Regions from separate parts of the Sus scrofa genome. Here region 1 is linked to region 2. A link is a contact called in public HiChIP or PLAC-seq data. All regions are on one chromosome and are shown on one strand. Each heading gives the region's core, a stretch centred on a gene start, on an enhancer-like site or on the middle of the called end of the contact. The rest is flanking DNA. Distances are from core to core; before and after follow the strand shown.

Region 1 (5,680 bases), core at 2,043-4,542, 220 kb after region 2:
CACAGATGTACCATGGTCTTTGTGAGCAGCCCCCTCCCCCTTTTTGTGTCTCAAGAAGCTTCCACTTCTGCCCTTTCACGAACAAGGCTGTGCTGAACGCCCGTGCAGAGAAGTTTTGGTGTACGAAGCTGTAAATACTTCCCCAGGATAAATGGCTGTGACCTTTCCCTGAGAGAGCAATGGAGTGCCTCTTGCCCTTCTGAGCATGGTGGCGTTAAACAATCTTCTAGACTTTTTAACCTCTGGAAATTAACGGATGCTCCTGTATCACCCAGAAACAATGTGATAGTAATGATATTTTAAGCCATAATAGTATTTTTTGTGTCTGCTGGTTTGGAAAAGAAACAGTGACATTGGTGGGATGGAAGATTATTTTTATTTATTTATTATTTTTACTTATTTTAAAATTTTATTTTATTTTATTTTTGGCCCTGCCCATGGCATGTGGACGTTCCAGGGCCAAGGATCAGACCTGCGCCACAGCAGTGACAGTGCTGGATCCTTAGCCAACCGAGCCACAAGGGAACTCCATTTTCGTGCTGTTTTGAATGCATTTGCAGTTAAGTGATGGCAACAGCCTGTGCAGATGATGGAAGGATGATAGGACTACACAGTTGTCGGGCCTTATTTATTCAGGCTGCAGAGTGTGTGGATTTCCTGACTACTAGCAAGAATCCCTCTCCAGAACACCCCAAATGACCGCCTTCAACCCAGATCCAGAGCCACTGGCCAGAGGAGCGTGTACTGATGAAAACAGGAGCTGAGGGATCCACAAGGCTGGGGGACCAGGGTGCCGCTGAGAGGGGGTATGGGTTGGTGCCCCATGAGTCTGAACAGAGTCCACAGCGTTTCTGGCATGACAGTGAGTCCTGGAGGCCCTCCAGCCCATCCCTGGGCCTCCGTGTCTAGGTCAATGCATTTATTTCAGTTCTGTATCAGGGATGGCATCTTCTCTCCTCCCTTCCTCCTGCTCTCAGCGATGGAGCTTCCTGCTCTGGCCCCTGGCCGTCCATCTGTTTCCTCCCCCTGCCACCCGCCCGCTGTGCTGGCCCCGGCCTGCTGCCCAGCGTCCTCCCTCTGACCCGCCGCCTGCCACATGCTGTCCTTCTTTGTCACTCATTTGGCTCAGCAGTTCCCTTGCCTGCTGCATTCATTCCTCTCTGGGGTCCTTAGCAACTCCTGGCATCGGTGGCCTGGCTCAGGGCCCAGCACTGGCTGCTGGTCCTCTAGCCCCAGTTCTTTGGGAGGGAGGAGGGCTCACAGGGAGCACGGGCTCTCTCTCCAGCCAGCCCAGCTCGCTCCGTTCCCTGGCAGAAATCAGAACCAAGAAGCTTCTCAGCCCCCTTGCAGAGAATTTCTTTCACCTGGTTTGTCTTAATCAGCAGAGGCAGTGACAAGGCTGTTCCTTTTACTTTAGATGGATAGAGGGATAGATGGATGGGTAAAGGGAAATATGGTTTCCACATATTACCCACAAAAAGAACTGCTGTGAAACTTAGAGTGTAACAGATAACATCCTCATTTTTAGAGATGGAAAAAGTGAAATTCCTTCAGAAGGGAATGGGAAAGGGGAGAAATGGAAAAATTAATTAGGTGCTTTCAGGTGCTTATTTTTCAGAATAAGTTGGACCTTCTGAAAAGTGGAGAGTTACTAAATATAGCATGACCTCCATATCTTTTTACTTTTCTCTTAGGTTTTTTTAATTATTATTATTCCTCTAAGGAGGAAGCAACAATGCTAAAATTGTTTATAAACAAGTATTTTTTTAAACTTTTCCTCTCAAATGTTGAAAGTGATACTTAACTAATATTATTATTATTGTCTATCATGTATTGAGTTCCCATTAGGTGACAGCAACTGGGCTAGGTGTTACATGTGTGTGACCTCATTTAATCCTCATGATAGGTAGGTAGGTCTTATCATTAGCTGCGTTTTACAGGTGAGGAAACGTAGAGAAATTAGATGACTTGTCCCAAAGTCACAAAGTTATAAGTAGTGAAACTGGCTTTTTGGCCAGGCCATTTGAGTCCAGATCTTGAGCTCATGAAAGGGCAGTTTGGAGTCTTTTTTTTTTTTCTCCCCATTATCAATATGTCATGAGTATTTTCTCATGTCATTTGGTTTTTTTTTCTTCAGGTCCACACTGTGGCATATGGAAGTTCTCAGACTAGGGGTTGAATCAGTGTAGATGCCAGCCTACACCACAGTCACAGCAACACCAGATCCAAGCCGAATCTGTGACCTATACCACAGCTCACAGCAATGCTGGATTCTTAACCTACTGAGCAAGGCCAGGGATCGAACCTGTGTCCTCATGGATGCTAGCAGGTTCATTTCCGCTGAGCCATGACAGGAACTCCTTAAACCTCATTCGAAAATGATGCTGTGGAGTTCCCATCTTGGCTCAGGAAATGAACCTGACTAGTACGGATGAGTATGTAGGTTCGATCCCTGGCGTTGCTCAGTAGGTTAAGGATCCGGCATTGCCGTGCACTGTGGTGTAGGTCAAAGACAAGGCTAGGATCTGGCATTGCTGTGGCTGTGGTGTAAGCAGCATCTGCAGCTCCAATTCAGTCCCTAGCCTGGGAACCTCCATATGCCACAGGAGCAGCCCTAAAAAGACAAAAAGAAAGAAAGAAAAGAAAATGATGCTGTGATAATGACATATGAGTTTATTATTTGGTTGGTCCATAATTTATACATTTGGCTCCTCACTAGTGGGTGGGTAGCTAATCTAAAAGGAGGCGTTCTGAGATGTCACAGCAGGTGCAAATGGCAATTTCACTCTTTGCCAGAGACGAAAACCCTTTGCAGAGTGGGGAAAACCCCTCCTGGGTGTGTAGGCCAGACAGCATGTGTAGTAGTTTAGAAAGTGTCTCACATGTTCCTGACTGGGCTGCTGGAAGGCTTAAGAGGAGACCATTAGTATCATTCTTCTGTTTAAGTCCTAAGTTCCTCCAGAGAGGAGAACTATGGTTTGAGTGTCTGCTCTCTTATATCAGGCCATTTTACATGCAGTTTCCCTTAGGGTAACCCTTAATGACTCTGTTCGTTATTTATTTCCCCCTTCTTTTGGTTGAATGAAGACTGAGAGGTCTTGTAACTTGCCCAAGGTCCATTAAATTCTGGAGTCGGCCTTCAAACCCAGTTGTGGCCAAGGCCTGACCCTCCCACCCCCATGGTGTGCTGTCTCTCTGTGTATGACAAACTGGTTCCCAGGCTAGCCCACTGTGGCAGGCACACCCTAGGAACTGCCTAGGGGGACCCCCAGTGAGTCACAACCTTATGTAATTCCATCCTCTTGAGTGTGGGTGGGACGTGTGACTTGTTCTAACCAATAGAATGTGGCCAAGGTGATGGGATGTCATTCCTGTGGTTATGTCGTGTGTCAAGGTGAAGGGATGCTGCAGATGTCATTAACGTTCCAAATCAGTTGATTCTGGGTTGGTCAAAAGGACATCATCTCCAGATAGACCTGACCAAATCAGGTGACAGCACTTAAAAGAGGTACTGGCTTCTTCCCAAGAGGAGAGAGTCTCTTGCTGGCCCTGGAGAAGTAAACTCCTGCCTTGCTGAGAGAAGGCCTGGCACAGGGCCACGTGGCAGATATCTGTGGATCATGTCTAGAAGCTGAGAGCAGCCCTCAGCTAAAAGGCAGCCAGAAAATAAAGACCTCGGTCCTACAGCTGCAACAAATGAGCTTGGTCCAGGCCTCAGATTAAAGCCCCAGCTTGGCCTACATCTAGATTGTAGCCATGTGAGGCCGTGAGCAGGGATGTTTACTGGGGTTCCAGACCAGTGGGAACTGGGAGATGATAAATTAGTGTTGGTTTAAGCTACTGACTTGGGGTAATTTGATATGTAGGTATCTAATACACCCACAGAAGCCTCTGCCTCCTGCATCAGATCTGGGGCTCTCATGGTTGCTTCTTAGCAAGAAAAGCTTGGGCAATACCAGTGCAGGAGGCAGGAAAAACCGTGTCTTTTTTTTTTTTTTTTTTTGGCTATGCCCACAGTATACAGAAGTTCCTGGGCCAGGGATCAAACCAATGCCACAGCAGCGACCTGAGCTGCTACAGTGACAGCACCCAACCCACTGTGCCACAAGAGAACTCCTACAGTGCCATTTTTATTTTATTTTATTTCTGCTTTTTAGGGCCGCACACACAGCATATAGAAGTTCCCAGGCTAGGGATCGAATTGGACCTACAGCTGCCAGCCTACACCACAGCCACAGCAATGCGAGATCTGAGCTGCATCTGTGACCTACACCACAGTTCGTGGCAACGCTGGATCCTTAACCCACTGAGTGAGGCCAGGGATCGAACCCACATCCTCATGGATACTAGTCAGATTCGTTTCTACTGCTCCACAACGGGAACTCCATTTTTATAAAAATTACACAATTTTTATCTGGGCTGTGGTCATAGGTCATCGAATTCCTGTGGAGTAAATCTGTTGGTTGAGTTCTTGCTCTGGGCGTCATGCTGAATGCTTTGTATGTGAGAACTCACTCATCATTACATCTCCAAGAGGTGTCAGTATTTCCATTTTACAGATGGGGAAACTGTGTGGGAGTTTAAATACCTTCTGTGCAGCCGCCACTCGGCTTGTAAAACTGCCTCTAAGGCCCAGCAGTCTGGCTGCCCTCTGAGGTCCCTCCCCAGAGCTATTTGAAAAAAATAAAAATCCGTATGTAAACAATAACTGTGTTTGTACAGTTGTTAAAGTGGTATTTACTTTTTTTGAATAGATAACATTCACATGATCAAGATTTTAAAAGTAGGAGTTCCTTTCGTGGCTCAGTGGTTAACAAACCCAACTAGGATCCATGAGGATGCGGGTTCAATCCCTGGCCTCACTCAGTGGGTTAAGGATCCAGCACTGCCGTGGGCTGTGGTGTAGGTCACAGACATGGCTTGGATCCCATGTTGCTGTGTCTGTGGTATAGGCCAGCAGCTGCAGCTCCAATTTGACCCCTAGCCTGGGAACTTCCATATGCTACTGTCTAAAAAGACAAAAAAAAAAAAAAAAATTTCTTTTTTTTTTTTTTAAAGTAGAAAAAGTCCTCCCAGTTCACCCTTTTCCCTTCCTGGAGGCCGCCAGTAGTATCAGTTTCTTGTATATCCTTCAAGAGTAGTTTTATGTTTCTCTTTGTGTTTGCTTTCCATCTTAATCATTCCGTATGCATTCAGAGTGTTCTCATTCTCATTTTCCTTAACAGCTGCATATGTCCCAAAGAATGGATTTACCATGATTTATATGACCTGTCCCTGTTGACAGACATTTAGATTATTTCACATCTTTTGTTACCTCCTAATGCTGTTGTGGGCAGCTTTGTGTATATCATAGTTTTGTGTGTGTAAAAGATTATCAGAAAGAGAAATTCCTGAAAGTAGAATGGCTGGGCCAGATGTTGGCTGTTCTTAGAAATTTTTTCATCTGGCCTGTAACTCAGATTCTCAAACATCACCTGTGGTTTCCTTACAGTTTCAGGGATCTTCTGCATCCACTGTCATTGAGAGGCTCTCCTTAGTGTTCAGAGCTCAGAGTTCCACTGCTCTGGTCTCCCATTTGACTTTATTTAAGATGTTAGGGAGTACCCTGGTGGTTCAGCCGGTAAGGGGTTCGAGGTTGTCACTGTTGTGGCTGCTGTGGTGCGGGTTCAGTCCCTGGTGG
Region 2 (6,004 bases), core at 2,603-5,102:
CTCCGATTTCTGGTTTATTTTATTATATCCTACCCTATTGCACCTACCCCGTGGGTCATTTTGATATTATATTAGTTTTTTTTCCCCCAGGGCCACACCCATGGTGTATGGAAGTTCCCAGGCTAGAGGTCGAATCAGAGCTCCAGCACCAGCTTATGCCACAGCCACAGCAACTCAGGATCCAACCATATCTGTGACCTACACCACAGCTCTCAACAACACCGGATCCTTAACCCACTGAGTGGGGTCAGGGATCCAACCCTCATTCACATGGATACTAGTTGAGTTCATTACTGCTGAGCCACAGTGGGAACTCCTCATATTATTTCTTGACAATCGTCTTTTTTTCTGCATTGGAAGACTTAGCTCTAATTGTGATGTTTGCTTGTTTGTTACTTGTTTATCTTCTCCTTTCCCACCCCAAGAGGAATGTAGCCTAGAGAGAGCTTGGGCCTTGGAGCTAGAACACCTGGGTTAGAATTTGGGCTTTGCCTTCTGCAGGCTGTGTGACCTAGGGCAACTTGGTAAACCTCTCTAGGCCTCTTGTCTGTCAATGGGGAAAATCATAAGCATGTAAATAGCAGCTATCCCATTATTATGTAAACTTTTGCAGGCTGATTTTTACTAACAGGCTGTTTTCATACCTGATTCTTATTTTTTTGAAAATTTTATTCGAGTATAGTTAGTTTACAATGTTGTATTAATTTTTGCTGTGCAGCAAAGTGACTTAGTTATATACATATATTTTTTCATAAGCTTTTCCATTATGGCTTATCACAGGATATTGAATATAGTTCCCTGTGCTAAACGGTACACACCTGATTCTTACAGACACTCATACCAGTTCTAAGAGTGCTTTACTCATGAGGCCAGAGGAGGCTAAATCAGAGGTTTGCAAACTTGTCTGCCCGTTTGGAGTCACCTGGGGAGCTTCAAAAATTAGTGATGCCTGTTCTACCCTAGAGCTTGTGATTTAATTGGTCTGTGGTATGCCCAGCCTTCATGCTTTTCAAGATCCCCAGATAATTGTAATGTGCAGGCAAGCTTGGGAACAAGCTTGGGAGCCTAGAGGCAGGAAGGGCCCAGGTGCTATGGTCCTCAGAGAGTTTTCTGCCAGCTGTTTGTGGAGATTGTGACATGAGAACCAGGTCTTGGCTGATGAATTTATTTTATCATTCTGAATTCCAGGCCCTCCCACAGTTGAGCCCCACCTTGCACCCCGCCAACCAGAGCAATTTTTTTTTTTTTTTTTTTTTTTTTTGGCTACCCGAGGCATATGGAGCTCGTGGGCCAGGGATCAGATTTGAGCCATGGCCGCAAACTAAGACTCAGTTGCGGTAATGCTGGATCCTTAACCCACCGTGCCCAGGGCAGGATTGATCCCAAGTCCCAGTGCTCCCAAAACGCTGCCAATCCCATTGTGCTACAGTGGGAGCTCCCAGAGCGGATTTCACTGCAGGCTTTGTGTGTAAAGTTTGATTTTGTTTTGAGCTGGAAGTTTCTAAACAAAAGGATGGCGTGTAAAAACCAAGGCTCTGTGCATTCCAGGCTCAGAGGGGAAACAGTGAGGGCAAAACCCAGGACCCTTTGAATGCATGGCCATCTTCTGCAATTTAGTCAGTGAATGCACTGGTCAGTGTTGCATCTGTTTTCTGTTGCCCTAGTGATGTTAAGTAACAAAGAATCCCAGAATCTCAGTGGCATCCTGTATATGTACAGTTGACAGCTCTGTGGATCCACTGAGGGGTTAGTGGATCTCTGCTGGGTTGGCTCTGCTTCTCTGTCTCCTCTCCTTGTGAGGTCCAGCAGGCCAGCTGGGGCATGTTCTTCTCACAGTGAAGGCAGAGGGGCAAGGGAAGCAGCCCTCCTACTGCACAAATGAGCTTCAAGCCTCTGCTGTGTGTCTATTAATGTCCCCTTGACCAAAGCCTATCATGTGATTGAGCCCAAGGCCAAGGGGTGGGGAAATCTGCCCCACTCACTGTGGTCCGTGAGTTAAGTTTTGTTTGGGGCAAAGCGAGGACTGTATAGCTCGAGAGGCAGCATCTCAGATAGCTCTGAAAAACCGCTCCAAAGGCCTGTCAGTGACATCCCTTTCTAACGTCAGTAGAAAGGGATGTCCTCTCCTGCGGGAAAGAGAGGGTAAATGGTTTTGAACAGTGTGTTTGTTACAGATGTAAACACAGAAGTTGAGCTTTTTTTTTAATAATGATTTTTATTTTTTCCATTATAGCTGATTTACAGTATTCTGTCAGTTTTTTGCTACCCAGCAAGGTGACCCAGTCACACATACATGTATACATTCTTTTTTCTCACATTATGCTCCATCACAAGTGACCAGATATAGTTCCCAGAAGTTGAGCTTAGAAGTGTCTGTGGTAGTGAAAGATTGCCACAGTTTTATTAGATATCAAACAAGAGAAAGATGCTTAAATAAATAAAATGTAATGCATGTACTCAGTGTTGACTTAAAAAATAAAGAAAAAAGCACAGTGTGAGAGCTATGAGTGAGTTAAAGTTTGTTTGGGGCAAAGCGAGGACTGTATAGCTTGAGAGGCAGCATCTCAGATACCTCTGAGAAACCGCTCCAAAGGCCTGTCAGTGACAAAGAATGTCAGTATGTATGTGATTTTGGTGAAGGGAGAAGGGTACATGCAATCAAACACACATTTCATAGAAGTTCGCTGCTAAATCTCCCATGAAGGTTACTACTAGTCACAAAGAGCAGGTGTCACCATGAAAGATTTTCTAGATACGAAGAGGTATGGATTTTATGGATGATATGGATAAGGATTTTCTAGATACGATATGCTTTTCTATATATGAGGAGATGCAAGAATTGGGCTCATGCAATCTTCTCTTGAAAATATCTTAACTATATGAAGACCTGTTCTGCCAGTTTTCTCAGTGTGCCATAACCTGAGCACTTTTCAGGGGGTGTTGAGGGTCAGCAGCTGCAGTGGCTCATGATTCAATCCATGTAGAGGCAGACGGCAAGTGCCAGTCTCCTGCTCACATCTGGAGAACACAAAACAGCCACTTAAAATAATGTAGAAAATGGGAGTTCCCTTGTGGCTCGGCAGGTTAAGGGTCCAGCATTGTCACTGCTGTGGTGAAGGTGTGATCCGTGGCCTGGGAACTTCGACATGCCTCGGGTGCAGCCAAAAATAAAAATAAAAAATGTAGGAAGCATATGATGTCACTGAAAATTATTCTTGCCGTAAGTGAGGGAAAGCAGATTATGAAACCACATCCACGTTATGATCTCAATTTTGCAAAAAACTGTATTATGTATTCCTCTTCCAGTAAGTTAAAGATGTATGCCAAATTGTTAATGATGATCTGGGGTGGAATTACAGACTATTTTAATTTTCTCTTTCTAGTTCTCTGACTTCTAAATTTCCTATCAGGAACATATGTTACTTTTGTAATAAGAAGAAAGTCATTTTGAACTGTGTTAGATATGAAAATTAGGCCGAAAGGCTGTTATTAATTTCCTTTTCTCTAACCTTTGAATAGGCAGCAAGGTCATGGAGAATGGCCTTCTCTTCAAAGAACTTCTGCAGACTCCGAATTTTCGAATTACGGTGGTGGATGATGCAGACACCGTTGAACTTTGTGGTGCTCTGAAGGTAAAGCAGCCCTATTATTTCTGCCCCCGCCATTGGCGTTATTGCAACCAGTCCCCAAGCAGCGCTCTGTGTTCTGTGGGTGTTCTTGGAGCAGAACAGTGAATTGGCAGCCTTGTTTATCACTTCCTGCTTCGCCCCAGCCTTTCCTGGACAGTGATATTTCCTCTCAATTTGCGGTTTGCTTTTATTTGTAAATCTGGGAGGCACTGTGGTGTTTTGTTGTTGGGGAAACTGACCACATTAACATTTGGAAAGCAAGGGGTGGACTTTGATCTTGGAATCTCCCCTGGCAGGGAGTCTTCTATTAATTGATACCTTTTCACCTTACACATTATCTTGAACTTGGAGGAGGAACTTGGTCACTGTGAATGTGCCACTGATGGGTTTGATAATGTGGCTGGCTCTTTTTAAAGGAAAAAAAGCAGTCTGCTGAGACAGGTTTTTCTAAGAATAGCTTTATCTAAAAAAGGAAAAGGTCAGATTAAAGAAGCAGCTTCTATTGGCTAGTGGCTTGGGCGGGTCAAGGGGAGTTTCTGCCCTTGGACTTGGGCTCCTGAGATATTCCCTTCTGCCTTTCAAAGTTTTAAAAGGGGTACATAGAAGGGAGTTCCCTGGTGGTCTGGTGATTAGGACTCAGCGCTTTCACTGCTTGTGGCCCGGGTTCAATCCCCGGTCTGCTGGGAACCGAGATCCCTGTAAGCTGCTGTACACTGAGGCCAAGAAGAAAAAAAAAAAACACAAACTCGTGGTTGCCGTATGGTCCCTGTATCCTGACTACAGGAAAGAGCCAGCAGGGAACTGGACTTCAACTTGTGATCCTTCTCCCCTTGGAATCAGAGCTGTCTTACTGCCATCTCAAAGGGGGGGGGGGGGCGGAGGCGGGGAATAAAAAGCCTCAATGTGAACGAATAACCCTTTTGAGTCATTTCTTTTGTAGCAGCAACTGCTTTTCAGGAACTTGAGTGCCTAGGGAAGGAAATTAAGTAATCTGGCATTTGCCTCACTTTGTCGGGTGGAAATTGCAAAGATTAGAAAAATGCAGGGAGACCAGCCCAGAGAGTGTCTTCCCACTCTTCAAACAGTACATCTTTTTTTCTAGTCAGAATTCAAAACCACCTTCTAGAATTAATATCACTTGGACTCCCAGGCAGCCTGCGTCCATCTTTCTGAGTGCTTAGGGGGTAATCTCACATTGCACTCAGCCTGTTATATGGCTAAGATGCTGGCTTTGGCTGCATTGTTTATTTTTGTTGGTTGAGATTTTTATGGGTTTTTAATAGTCCTTCATTAAACTAATGACCACTCACCAGCAGAGGCACCATGAAGGCCTAATTGCTCAGCAAGGTCTGGGTGCTCCAAAGCTGTTTTAAAGTTTGGTGGTGGGTGGAGATGCTGTGAGACCCTGCCCAGAGCAAAGGTGCTGGGGGAGAAGAAAGCTGCTAAATGGAGGGCTCTGGAGAAGCTTCTATTAATGGGACCACATGCTGGTCTTGTGTCTGAACTTAGCCTAGCTTTTCATTTCTGTTGGCAGGAAGCCTACCAGTGGATTTGTGCTGCTAGCATGACAGAGTGGTTTTGTTGGGGGTGGGGGGGAGCGGCAAATGGGGGTTGAGGACCATTTATTATCGTTCCCCTGGCTTTCCTTTCCAACAGGATCAGTTCCCATCATTCCTTCCAGCTTGCATTAGAGCTGGGAGTTTCGAAAACTGAGAAACAGGCGCCTTGGCAGTAATAACAGCTAAGGAGATAGAGACCTTATCTCTAGTCAAGGACTAGAGATCTAGTCTAGTCTTATCTAGTCAAGAACTCCAAAGTAGCCTCTGTTAGCACAGGCAGAAAGTGAACACTGATTTTAAGGATCAGTGGTGCTCTTTAGTGTCCAGGCAGTTGAATAAAATGAAGCCCTCCCTTGTTAGAGCCTGCCAGGCAGGCGCAGATGGGCATATGTTCCTTTGATTATGTAATTAATAGTTTTGTTGTTGTCTTCCTGTTTATAAAAGGTAGTTCTACACAATAGAGATGTAAAAAAGAAAGTGAAAATGACTGACAATCTCTATATCCTGACATAACCACTATTAATGTTTGTTATATATACTTTTGCAGTCTTTTTGACAAGTACACATGTATGTGTACCCTCTTTTTAAAAGTTTTATTTATTTGTATTCATTTTTTATTTTTTGCTGCTGCATGCAATGGCGTGATATGGAATCTCATTTCCCAGACCAGGGATCCAACCTGGGCTTCATTGGTGAAAGCACCAAGTCCTAACCACTAGACCACCAGGGAACTCCCATGTATGTCCCTTTTCTTGCCCTTTTTTTTTTTTTCTTTTTTTTCTTTTTTTTTTTTGTCTTTTTAGGGCCACACCCATG

The links. HiChIP or PLAC-seq counts read pairs in DNA pulled down with a chosen protein or histone mark.
Region 1: a contact with region 2 is called in an H3K27ac HiChIP or PLAC-seq map of alveolar macrophages. The contact joins two enhancer-like sites. A contact is called at or near these places in 1 of 47 Hi-C or Micro-C datasets (embryonic fibroblasts) and 2 of 2 datasets of contacts at active chromatin or transcription factors (alveolar macrophages and skeletal muscle).

What each region holds. Positions count from the first base shown.
Region 1 is chr13:18,377,254-18,382,933 of Sscrofa11.1, forward strand. The region is part of intron 1 of CMTM7 (CKLF like MARVEL transmembrane domain containing 7); the gene reads left to right. Among named protein-coding and RNA genes, the nearest start is that of CMTM7, 7.9 kb to the left of the region's middle. Within about 2 kb of position 3,293, at least 3 of the 83 cell types and tissues checked have an H3K27ac peak or open chromatin away from gene starts, as enhancers often do. A contact at or near this core is called in alveolar macrophages, where this site is marked.
Region 2 is chr13:18,153,624-18,159,627 of Sscrofa11.1, forward strand. GPD1L (glycerol-3-phosphate dehydrogenase 1-like protein) reads left to right here. Exons shown (of 8, transcript XM_003483139.4): 5 at 3,520-3,632. Among named protein-coding and RNA genes, the nearest start is that of GPD1L, 30 kb to the left of the region's middle. Within about 2 kb of position 3,853, at least 19 of the 83 cell types and tissues checked have an H3K27ac peak or open chromatin away from gene starts, as enhancers often do. A contact at or near this core is called in alveolar macrophages, where this site is marked.